Regions from separate parts of the Zea mays genome. Here all the other regions are linked to region 1. Evidence: chromatin contacts called from public Hi-C data. All regions are on one chromosome and are shown on one strand. The core of a region is the stretch at or near the end of the contact, and the rest is flanking DNA. Distances in the headings are between cores, read along the strand shown. Region 1 has its middle 25 kb from the start of LOC103637928. Region 2 holds the start of LOC100282953 (40S ribosomal protein S17-like). Region 3 has its middle 19 kb from the start of LOC103637933.

Region 1 (4,378 bases), core at 942-3,441:
CTGCATGGAATTAAAAATAAGACAATATGATGTTAAAAAGTATAGGCCTTCGTCCTTGAAGTGTTATCTCTTCGGAATAACAACTCAATGACAAAGGTTGCGTATAATCGAATGGAATACACGAAGTATGATAAAAAATATGAGAACTCATCTCATGTGCCTTAATATTTTATTTCTCTTCTCATACAAGTTTACAATCATATCTTCAGCTTCTTGATGAAAGCTAGCACGAAGGTGTTCGGAGGCTAAACTATACGAAGCTGTAGCACCTGCTAAAGGTACTTTATGCGGGATACTGTTCATTTATTTATAGGGGAGACGAAATGACCTAATACAGGATTACAATTGTGCCTTTTACTGTTTACAAATTCCATTAGGGCAGTAGCGTATTTTCTTCATCTTCGGTTGCACGGGTTCAAGCCTCTGTCGCCTTCTCCTTTGGCTTGCACCTAAAGCCTCTCTGCTGCCGCCGAAGCCAAGGGCGTGTCAAGGGGTGGGGCAATGGGGGCGATGGCCGCACCTCAATTTTTGTAATCTTTTATACCTGGTTTAGATATACAATAAAATAATCATTTTTATATAGTAAGTTGGATCAAATTTAATAAAAACTAGGCTTTGATCTATTTTTTCTCGATGCTCCACCGCTCAGCCCACTCCGCAATTGAACTGTTTGATTCCTTCCTCTAGCGCTAGCTCACTCACGGTTCGCTCGCTCCTTTGGTCATCAAATGATCAGTTGGGTGACCTAACTTGCCCGCTACCAGCGTCACCTTACCTCCTCGTCACTTGTCAGCTTGTCGTCTCATGCTTTGTCTGGGTACTCTAGTATTCACCCCAATCCACATGTATTGAGGTGTATTTGAGTGTAAGTTAAACTAATTTACACACCAATCCACCTCAATACATGTGGAATGAGATGAATACTAGAGTACCCAAATAAAGCCTCATCAGGATCTTGCGTTGCACGCAGTGCCGCTACCTTGCCTCGTAGTTCGCACCCTTAGATGGGTAGGTTATCGGTAGGATTTTGCCTTGGCACCATGACACCACCTGTGCTCAATATCTCATTGGGTCTCATTGTGTCGTTGCAACGCGGCAATGGCTACCGCCGCCATGTACCACCGCATTGCCTGCCCTCGCTAACCCCCGCTTGCCCTCACTAGCCCTCGCCTATTGTCACCTCACCGTTACCGTTTCACGTTGGACTCACTGACGCGGGACACACCACACTGATGCGCCGAAGCAGTCGCTCTGCCCCAGCACACCGCCACCGTTGACATGCCTCTTTACCCTCTCCAACTCCCATTTAGGATGACCAAAAAGGTTTTTTTATATTCATGTCATTTTAAAACACTTTTTGTATTATCACTGAACCACCGTAAATATTATTATTATGAAACTATTTTTATCTAATAGTCTAATCTAGTGATTTGCATCTTACTATATGGCCTCACCTACAGTTTTGTCCGGCGTCTGCCACTGGCCAAAGCTATTGGCTTTGGCTAATATTCTTTCACTCGCACGAATGTGCGAAGCTTCACTGCACGCCTTCCCGTCAGAAGATTTGTTTCATCCATCAATAGAGATATTCCTAAAACGAGTGATCTTCGGCATAGAAGACTTCCAACAGGTAGGGGCTTGTGGGCGCTCTTTATTAGCAACTGACGGCGGCTACGCCCTGAATCTGAATCCATGCATGCATCGAGCAGGGGGGCTTTTTGTTGGCTCATGCTCATGCTGACAAGTTGTCACGGTGTCATTGTGCGGCAGTAAGGCTCGGTCGATCGAGGGATTTTACCGGGAGACGACGACACTTAGGTAGTGTTTAGATGGATGGATGAGGAAGAATGAAGAGAGATAGAGTGGAATCATTCTAAGTTGATATATATTTGGTTTGGAGGTCCAGAGTTAGGGTCAAGAAATATTCATCCAAAATAGTGGATGAGGTCATCCCTCAAAAAATAAGGGACAGGGTCAATCCAGGGTTGATCCTGTCCCATCCTTCATTGACACCGAACCAAACACATCGTTAGCAACCCAAATCTATGGACACTGCCATGCCATTCACCACCGTACCCACTACCCACAACTGAGCAGAAACTACGGAATTTTACGCGGAAACACCGTGCTCCGCAAGCCTCGCATTTGCCACACAACGCGTACAGGAAATAGCGAGCAAGCAACGTCGTGGTAGTTGTAGGCGGCGGAGCACGGGCGGTTGTCGCTTGCTGTTGGATCCCATCACATGCGGCCGCCACCGGTATCAATTCTTTTGTCGTTTTAATTGTTTCTTCTGCAATACTCGAACCTATTCTCTCGTCTCATGTCTGTTACGTAACTGTCTTCGGGCCTCCAAATCGGACAGAGACTACTGCAGTGTAGGGAGATGTTTCGCATTCTCTAAAACCTTTTCTCACATGCATGTCTCAGTGCCTCGTCGTATACGTGTACAAACGGGCCGTCCAGCCCGATCTGGAACTGGTGAGCACAGAAAAAACTAGCCAAAAAACGGGCTAAATGGATCTAGCATTAAACAGACCGGGATGGACGAGCACGGATGATTCATTTTTTTCTGTCCGAACTTGACTCGCTTATTTTTGCGCTCGGGCCCGTATAAAGTGGGCCAGGTCAGACTCTTACATGACCACAAAAACGGGCTTCAGGCTACACTTTGGGTTTTTGTGTTTCATGTACATCTATACCTCGTCGTATATGAGTGTGATCTACGTACTCTTTTTTTTTTGAACCACTAGCATTGTCAGCTTTCCTTTTTGTTCATTTCGAGTTGTTAGTATGATATATATCCAGTGATCCTGCTGGGTTGGTGGGTGGTCGCTGTCGGTTGGCGATCTGGTAGGAGGCCTGTGCAGTGCACCTGGCGTTCGGGGCGCTTGCCGCTTGTTGAGCACCAGCGAAAGTACTCACTGACTGATGACTGTCTAGCTAGTGCAGCGAAGAGATGTCCTTTGGCTAAAATCCCCAACTCGGTCCTGTTCAAACGGATCCGCATGTGCGAAACAGAGACGGGGATGTTCAAAGTGGTCACACTGAAAATTCGTGGGGTCTGGCCTTCCGGGCTGGGGAAGTGAATGACGCCATGTGCGGCGACGCAACAGGTAGCTCCTGCTACGTTGCTGACAGTCTGAGGTCCCGCGCAGGCACAATCTATGGAACAGAAGTGACAAAATTCCAAGACCTCATTCTCGTTGTCAGTGTCGAAAATGGTTAAAAAATAGGTAGAGGAAAACAAAACATCATCGTGGCTACTTTAAAAGATGCAAGTTGCTTGACAAATTGAGGTTGAATGCGAAGCCGCGTTATCTTGGTCCCGCGACGCGACGAGAACTAGTCCGTGTCCGTGCAGACTGTGATCGATGGCCTTGTGTTCTAGTCACCCGTACTAAAAAAAAACTCCGCTCATAAAGCCCCAATATCCTCAAGACTTTCTCTGTCAGCCATCACAATGTGGCCATATTTGTCACTGTTGGCGTCTATTTGGTCCACGGCTCTGGGCGGGCTGGACGGTGTGCGACCTGTCAGCAGAAGAGGTTTCTTTCTGCGTGCTGTTTGGACGGTCCATGTTATGATGTGAACGGTTCGCGACGACGCAGAGTCATCTTCTTCTCCTCGTAGGACCAAGATCATGTCTCCTATGGAGAGAAGGGGTGCTCCGAGTCAACAGGTCACCTGGGACGTCCCCAGACGGCGTAGACTGCCTAGAAATTAAGAGATCAATTCGAGAAATAGATCCTGAGTGAAGTAGACGAAGTAGATCTTGCCCCTCAGGAGGAATAAGATCATAGGATCATCTTGGGGTTAGCAGGCCACACAAGATGGATCTAGACAACGTAGAATCGAATAGGGGTGAAGGTGGATATGCGGAACACTACAACTAAAGTTATATTACATCTACTTCTAGGGTAGGAAAGGTAAATAAAGTAGATAGGTTCGATTGGAATGTGTTCGGGGTTCTCAATCACTTGTACCCCTTTATATTTATAGGGGATGGGGTCTGAACCTGTTTCTAGGCGAAAACCAATAGATCCCACGTGATTAGATGGATAACCACGTATAAGATAAGGATAATCATCCGAGTTAATATGATCGCAGGGCGCGCGGTCTGTCCGCTAGTTTTGGTGCTCAACAACCACGATGACAATATGCGAACACAAGGTTGACTTGTCCCTTGTAGTTCGGGTTGAAGATGAGTGATTGTCAACGGGTAGCACTCTAGGTTCTAGTCACCCATACTAAAAAAAACTCCGCTCATAAAGCCCCAATATCCTCAAGACTTTCTCTGTCAGCCATCACAATGTGGCCATATTCGCCACTGTTGGCGTCGATTTGGTCCGCGAGACCGTGGCTCTCGGCGGGCTGG
Region 2 (3,881 bases), core at 301-2,800, 150 kb before region 1:
AGTTGAACAATATTAATAAAAAACAGTAGAAACATTCTACAACAACATCTACTGACGAGGCTTTGTGTGGTTACATTAACAAATTCTCAAATCAAAGTACTAATAAACATTCCATTGAATATACTTCAAACGTATGCTACAAAGAAGGACAGAGAAAAGCACATATAATTCAATTCGCATGACATACAAACAAACAATATATATTGGTATTCAAGGGAAAAATCACTTTATCGTTGTTCTAACAGATCACTATTTACTTCTATATCATAGGAACGTTTCAGCCTTTAACAATGAGTTTAAAACCAAGTTATTTAAACAACTACATCAATAGAACACAATTAAAACAAGCCAAGTTTCCTATAGAAACAAAGAAATGAATAGACCACACAGTGCTGACAACATGGAGGACAAGAATACGACAAATATGAAAGTGAAAAATGCTATAATCTGAAGTTGTTGTAATGCTACAGAGTAAACCCAATTTCAAGTAATAAAGAAAGAGTTCAGTAGAGGCTAACAGATATTGCCAATTCAGTACACTAAAAATGTACTAGTTGAATTGAAAATGCATAGCTAAAGTTTCATTGGATTGATAAGACTTCATCGACCGACCCAGATCATATTGGCTCTAGCTAACAGCCAAACATCTAGGCAGCATTGAACTGTATAGCAAATGAATGAAAATAAAAAGAAATTTAATCTGCACAGTACACAATGAACCTAACAGCAACACCAAATTTGAATTACATTTAAAAGCATGCAGCATAGATACAAATCCCTATGTCGCATGCACATATTCAAGATAACTAGCAGTCAAATAAAAAAATATGAGCATCTCATAGTAACTTATAAAGCGCAAGAATATAAATTATCATGTTCATCACACGCAGAACCAAACACTTCAGAATTTATACCATAACAGGCAAGTTCAAAACTTAACCGCCACAGATGCAACCAAAGATCTAAAAGAAGTTTAGCATAGTAGGACAACAACTACGAATAGCAGTGCGATCAAGAGGCAACCACCGCGAAGTCTAAACGCGGTCACGGCGGGGACCACCGTACTGCGGGCGGCCGTAGGCGGGGGCGTTGGAGACCTCAGCCTGGCGCTCAACGCCGGGCAGGTCGGCCATGCCGAGGGCAGCGAGCATCTCCATGGTCTCCTTGTCGACGCGGATCTCTTCGACCTCGAGCGCGGACTTCTCCGGCACGAAGTCCATGCGGCGCTCGCGCTCCTCCTCCTGCAGCTTGAGCGAGATGCCGCGGACTGGGCCGCGCTGGATGCGGCGCATCAGGTGGGTACTGAAGCCAGCCACCTTGTTGCGGAGGCGCTTCGAGGGCAGAATCGAGACCTCCTCGAGCACCTTCTTGTTGGTGTGGAAGTCGAGGGTCATGCGGGAGTAGTACTTCTCGATCACCTGCCTGGAGGTCTTCTTCACGGTCTTGGTGCGGACGCGACCCATGGTGGCTGCGGCGGCGGCGCGCTGGGGCAGGTGGCGGTGGCGGCGGCGGCGGCTGGGGTAGGCTTGGAGGAGAGAGAGTGGAGCTACTTATAGCAGAGGCGGTCGAGTTTGGGCTAGGGTTTCGCTATTTGTTGTGGATCTGAGCTATTCATTTGATATGGGCGGACAGATATAGATGGTGCGAGTGTTGGGCTTTGTTGCCTGGCCTGCTTGTGTCGGAGCTTTGGAATTCTTTTTGGCCCATCAGTTCATACCGGGTTATGTTTGGTTATTTCAATTCTATATATATCAGGGTTTTCGATTTGCTCTCGATCCATATGAATTGAGTGGGATTTGGTGAGTTTAAATCCCAAACAAGTCAAACTTTCTTAATTTTTTTCTAATCTCATACAATCCATGTATAATAGGAATAATCGAATAAGACCTAAATTGTAGTGTATTGGAATAAATAGGGATAGATTTTGACTTACTATGGATTTAAACCAACTCAATATTACGCAATCCATATGGATTAAGGGTGAAACGAATAAGCACCTTGTTCGGTTATTCCAATTTCATGTGGATTGGGGTGGATCGGAGGATTTTGACTTATTATAGATGGGTACAGGTTCACTGTTGATCTCAAGTTTGATCTTTAGATCACTTGAAAGGGGTTGAGTGTAACCCTTAACCAAAAGAGGTCACCACAACGTAGAGTAGGCATTGGCCGAACCACGGTAAAAATCGTTGTGTCACATTTTCCTTTCACTTATTACGATTACTATCTTCTTGGGTTCTCCACTCTCTTGCAATATTGATTCTAAGTTTAATACACATCTTAAAGAAGTAATCAAGAGAAGAGTTCTCTCTCCATCTATCTTCTCATCCTTTGCTAGATTGGAACTGATTTGGATAATCTGCCAAGAAAGTATGTCACCACTTTGCTAGATTCCCATCTAAGTGCATGGATGCTGCCCCATCGTAACCCATAGAGTTGTAGGAATGCTGAAAATGGCGAAGTAAATTGTGACACTTGTCGATCCAAGCAGCATCAAATGAAGGGAACGGCATCTTTGGAAGGATGTGGTGAGGTGAAGTGTCTTTCTTTGACTGTTCATGTGTTGATTTGTGGCGTGTATTGAAGAAGTTTCAGCCTTGTTGACGCTCTCGCCTTTTGCAAGCACATTGGTAAACGGTGCCTCCTCCTCAAAGACCACTGATGAGACAGACCAATACCAACAGATTTTGCTTCGCCCTCAAATTGCCTGAGTGCCAACTGTGACACTCCTTGTCCGATACGCTTGACCGGTTGAGCAATGAACTACCTGCTCTGCGAAGACGAACCTGTTGGAAAATATGCTCGCCACTGGATCCCATCACGCCGCCACCGTATCAATGCTTTTGTCGTTCTGTTCCTTCTGCAATATATTCGTTTCGGTGAGAGAGTGTAAGAGGTTTTACACTCACTAGAGGCTTGTTTGGGTTTAAGACTGACTCCAACAAGATACTTTAAAAGCTTCTGTACCATAATATAGAGGATCAAACGGTTCTCTACGCTCTCTAGCAGTGTCCTCTTAACGATCCTCTATCCATTTGAATAGGACGGGATGGGATGGGACGATCCCTCAAATTAGGTTGTTTGGTTCTGGGTCAAGGGTTGGGACAGTACTATCCTGTGTTGTCCCCTGTTGTCCCTCAAAATTGGAGGGACGAGAGAGGACGTCAGGGGACGATCCCGTCCTAGCTGTCCCACAACCAAACACACCCTAAATTTAGAGGACACTGCTGGATTCTCTATATATAGAGTTTTTCTAGACGACCCTCTATCCATTTGAATACTTAAAATAACTGGTTTAGCAAAACTAAAATATGTATAATACATTTGAGAGTATGATAAATACGTATGTACAAAAGTAAAAAATGTCTTTAATATAGATATTTACGTATATAGGACGTGATTTAGAGGATGTTGTTAGAGAGGAAAAAAATATAGAGGATGAAATCTTTTAGAGAAGATTGTAAAAGACGAATATAGAGAATGAATATAGAGGACGTTGCTGTCCAGCAACCTAAAGATATCAGAGAAGATTGAATGAGTTAAAAAATCTTGTTGCTATTGAATTTTAAATAGCCGGTGAGGTCGTTCGGCGGTAGGAACTAGGAACTTACTTAGCTCCGTAGAGGGTGAGAGCCATGACCATCAGGCCGACTAGCGCCGCCGCCGCTCCAGCCGCGACCTTGGTGATGAGGAGGCGCAGGAACCCCTGGATCGGCCCGTCTCCGGCGACGACGGCACCACCGCCACCACCCTCGCCGCCGGCGCGGCGGTGCGCGACGATGATCAGCGTCATCCCTGAAAAGAACGGCGTTTATCATCCGCTTCATTTCCGAAGATCTCCTTGGATCGGGCTCAGCTATAGCCCTCTCAGTCAAGACATG
Region 3 (4,519 bases), core at 384-2,883, 170 kb after region 1:
CCTATTTTAACTTTATTATACAAACAATAATATAATCTCATTTCCTATTTTAACTTTATTATACAAACAATAATATAATATAATATAATACAATATAATATAATATACAGTGTAGAACAATACTTTTTTATTACGTCATGCCGAGGCAATATATCTCGACGCCATAGCGAGATACCAGATACGCTGAACTCTTTATAATACGTTGGCCTCTACCTGACCTAGCTCGGCGCCATTGACCACGGACGCGCAGAGCTGCATGACTCGATCCAGCGGCGAGAATGTCGGATTTGAAAACTGCGCGGCCCCACCACGTATCATCGGATGCAACTGCCTGCATGCCTAGCGGTCACATCCTTCATGTTTTTTGGTTGGTAAAAAATGATGGACGTTGATGGCAGCACTGTGATCCCATCGCATGCATAGCACGTCACAGTGATTTATTCCAGTACGAGCAGTTGACCAAGCAAAAAAACGCGTCCATCATTTGCAAAAAAAAAAAAAAACGTGTCCATCATTTCAGGTGAAAGTCTGAACTAATCCACAGTTTGCTCCAACAAATTTACCACTGCAAAAGTGCAAACAAGTAATTCGACTGGATTACTGGAACGTGGACGTGCCCCATCAGAAAAACAAAGTCAACATCCACGTAACCTTTTCGTTTGGCTGCCTTCTTGTCAGTTCCAGATCCGATGAACAAAAATTTTGCAATCAGAGAAGAGATTTTTCATATCATCAGCTATTATATTCCCAACATACGTACTTGTTATTCAGTGGTATATTTCCAACATGTCTTATTATACCCCTCTTATCAACTTTAATGCAAATTAAATTAGGATCAACTGTTTTTACCAAGCAATTTGCTTCGTACGGAAATAAATCACGGTGATGTGCTATGGATGCGGTGGGACTAGAGTTGCTGCCATCAACGTCCATTATTTTTGACAAAGAAAAGAACTCATGCATGAAGGATGAGACCGCGCTAGAGACATGCAAGTTGGATGCGGCATCAATTCTCGCCGCCGGAAGCGTTGCAATCGTCAGCCGTGAGCTCGGCGCCGTGATCTATGACGCCAAGCTAAGCATAGACGCCATCGTAGCATGAGTAGTCCAGTGTGTATCTATTACCTCGACATTATAAGTCATGACGCCGAGACATATTATATTGTCGTCATGATTTATAGCGCCCAGCAAAAGGCCTAAAAACGACATTAAATCGTCAAAGGTCTAAACATGAATTTGTTTCAAAAAAAGACCAACTACAAAAAAAAAATTAGGCATATTTGCGTTAATGAAGGATTCCCAAATCCTCTATAGCTTACGTCAGCTGACGGCAACAATTAGTATTTGAAATTTTGTTACATGGTTACGGTCGTAATAATCTGGCGGCGTGCAGGCACATGCAAGTGTCTTGATGCTTTTCGCGTGTGGAACCAAATTGTGAGCTGTACCGGCTTCCCAAGATTTCTACGTGCTACTTTAGTTGATATGCAGGGTCGTCAGTTTTTTTAGCTTTCTACCAAAAAAATCAGCACCATTCAACTACTCCCCCCCCCCCCCCCCCGACCTGCAAAATAACATCTGAGAAAAATAATATCGACTGACGAGGGAGGGCTAGCTGATATGCATCTAGGCTGAACCTGGGCCTCCATGCATAGTACCGATATAGGCCTAAAGCCACCGGCCCATTCTAAGTATAGTATTGACCGAATATCCTTTTTGGAAAAAAATAAAATACTGAACAAACAGTTCTACTTCTGGGAGGTTGAGAGTACCATTGGTCGCCAGGAGAAGGACGATGACAACTCATGTATTCAGAAGATTATCCATCGTTGGCCTTTCCTTTAAAATGTACTAACACCTTTTGTAGCGAGCTGTCAGATTTTTCCATTTCAGTGATCCTGTTTGATGGCTCTCCAGAAGGAACTGCGGTCTTGCTGGGACAACCGAGTTGCTCGGCTCGGAACAAACCAGACAACTAGATTTGCCCCCCAAAATTAGGAAAAAAAAAGTACTAGCTTTCTCACAGGGAAAGGAACGCTCAAGAAAGGGAGACCAGGGGGGGCAAACCTGCTCGTGCCACGGCACGAGTGGAAGCAGCAGAGCTCCGCTTGAGGCCAACATGGTGTGCAGTCTCCTTCGACGAGCATTTGCGACCAAGAGGCCGGGGCTACCTAGATCTGGAAGCTCTGCTCATTTGAGACGGAGCACGTTGACTTGCAAGTCTCCCCCCTCCATCTCGCCATCTAATAACCAGGAGGGGCCGCGTAGATGTGGATGCTCTGCTCATTTGAGCCGGACCACGTTGACTTGCAAGTTTCCCGCTCTATCTTGTCACCAAAATTAATTTAAGTTACACATCAATCAACCTCAATACATATGATTTGAGCTTAATACTAGAATACTAAAACTAGGTCTTAACAAGTGAACCAAACACCATCATTCCTCGCAGTGGCTGAGGACGGAAAAAAATTAGATATGACTCTACGCCGTATAGTATTTAGCATACAATCAATCAAATTGTTGAACAAAAACGCACAACATATACTAAATCGCTGATGCACATTCGTACGTGTAATTTATGCGCAAAAGCACAGTTAACTACACTATACACAGATCTAAGCAGCGGGACAATTAAAAAATAATGATCTATACTATTTCCAAAAAAAGTATCTTTTTTTTTGCCATTCCTAAGTTTCCGTAAGTGAGAACACTATTGTTCATAGAAAACCACCAGAACACTTCAACATTGAGTAGTTTCTACACACTTATAGAAAGGGACTAATATAATCCTAAAACAGGTGTACAGATATATTGCCATTGGTAGCAAAAGCAATCAAAATTTTGATGATATGCATACATACCAGAGCATTATTGCACCATCTATCAATCTAACACAGGCGTGCAGTGCAATAGGATCCAAATCCTCCAAAGGGCACGACGTCCTGTCACTCTGGCCGTACATGGTCTGCTCATGGGGCAGATGGTCGGCAGGCACCGGGAGCCAAGGGGCAGGGCCGCAGGGGGGGCTGGCCGGACGAGCCAACTGCAAGGGGCGGCGGTCAGCGGCTGTTGGGGCGGCTGAGGGCTAGGGCCTAGGGCGGGGCGTTGGGGTGGCAGGACGAAGAGAGCCGAGGGCTGCGCCGACGTGGGTGTCTGGATGAGTGGATGAGCTGGACATAGGCGGGGAGAGGAGAAATGAACCGTAGAATTGATGTGTATTTCTCAAACTTAGGTATGGCCTAAGTTATACTTGAAAGGGAAATGAGGCCTTGAGTCATTTCTATAAGTATTTTGGTGATTAGATGCCCAACGCATACTGTTTGAGTTCTTATGTGCTAAATGTGTGAGAAGTGCAAATCAAAGAACAAGGTGTGTTTCTAGACTTAGCAAATTGTTTTTGAATACTAACATGTTTATCTAAGTGCTAGAAACAGTGCCAAGAAAATAAGAAAGAAGATGGAGAAGAGTTGGCTCTGTACAGCCAAAACCAGCTCGAGCCTGGTGCACCGGACAGTGTCCGGTGCCCCAGGCTGCTCGACGGTGAACTGGCTGCTCTCGGGAATCGAACGTGCGACGTGGCTAAAATTCACCGGACTATCCGGTGGTGCACCGGACTATCTGGTGAGTGTTCAGCGCCCGCACCCAATGTCTTCAGCGATGAACTCGTCGCTCTCGGGAATTCACCGAGGACGCCGCAGCTATAATTCACCGGACTGTCCGGTGGTGCACCGGACTGTCCGGTGAGTCAGAGCCGCCCGAGCCAACGGTCGGTAGCGAAATCAGCGGGCAACACGTGGCCCGAGCCAACGGTCGGTTAGGCACACCGGACTGTCCGGTGCGCCAATGGGATCGCCGGCTCAACGGTCGGATGCGCCCGGAAAGGAAAGAAATCGCGCACCGGACTGCTACAGTAGTTGCCCGGTGGTGCACCGGACTGTCTGGTGCACCACTCGACAGAAGGCAGGAATTGCCTTCCAATTTGGTCTCCAACGGCTCCTAGCTGCCTTGGGGCTATAAAAGGGACCCCCTAGGCGCATGGAGCACAACACCAAGCCTTATCTAAGCATTCTAAGACTCCCAGACTCCGCCCCCATGCATTTGATCGATTTGAGTTACACACTATCTGTTAAGGATTTGAGCTCCATTTGAGTTACACACTATCTGTGTTGTGTTTCGAGCTCAAGTCTTGGCTTGTGTGCGTGGGTGTGCTGCGGATTTGGGTCTTGCGTGTGTTGCTCTCCCATCCTTACTCTTGTGCTTTCTTTGTGATCTATATTGTAAGAGCGAGAGGCTCCAACTTGTGGAGATTCCTCGCAAATGGGAAGAATACTCAAAAGAGAAAAGACCATGGTATTCAAGTTGATCATTGGATCACTTGAAAGGGGTTGAGTGCAACCCTCGTCCAATTAGAACGCCACAACGTGGAAGTAGGCAAGTGTTACTTGGCCGAACCACGGGATAAAAATCGCGTGTCTCTTGTGTTGCTCTTCTGTGATTGTTTTGTTCACAAGAGATCACT

What was found. Hi-C and Micro-C count contacts between places; a contact is called where the count stands out from the background.
Region 2: a contact with region 1 is called in a Hi-C map of leaf, with 3 times the contacts expected there. The contact joins the promoter of LOC100282953 here to the enhancer-like site in region 1. A contact is called at or near these places in 2 of 25 Hi-C or Micro-C datasets (leaf and tassel).
Region 3: a contact with region 1 is called in a Hi-C map of leaf, with 2.9 times the contacts expected there. The contact joins two enhancer-like sites. A contact is called at or near these places in 2 of 25 Hi-C or Micro-C datasets (leaf and tassel).

What each region holds. Positions count from the first base shown.
Region 1 is chr9:11,811,185-11,815,562 of Zm-B73-REFERENCE-NAM-5.0, forward strand. No RefSeq gene overlaps it. Among protein-coding and RNA genes, the nearest start is that of LOC103637928, 25 kb to the left of the region's middle. Within about 2 kb of position 2,192, at least 18 of the 20 cell types and tissues checked have an H3K27ac peak or open chromatin away from gene starts, as enhancers often do. A contact at or near this core is called in leaf and tassel, where this site is marked.
Region 2 is chr9:11,659,857-11,663,737 of Zm-B73-REFERENCE-NAM-5.0, forward strand. LOC100282953 (40S ribosomal protein S17-like) reads right to left here and starts at 1,551. Exons shown (of 1, transcript NM_001291552.2): 1 at 877-1,551. The coding sequence starts at 1,463. The coding sequence ends at 1,035.
Region 3 is chr9:11,981,383-11,985,901 of Zm-B73-REFERENCE-NAM-5.0, forward strand. No RefSeq gene overlaps it. Among protein-coding and RNA genes, the nearest start is that of LOC103637933, 19 kb to the left of the region's middle. Within about 2 kb of position 1,634, at least 19 of the 20 cell types and tissues checked have an H3K27ac peak or open chromatin away from gene starts, as enhancers often do. A contact at or near this core is called in leaf and tassel, where this site is marked.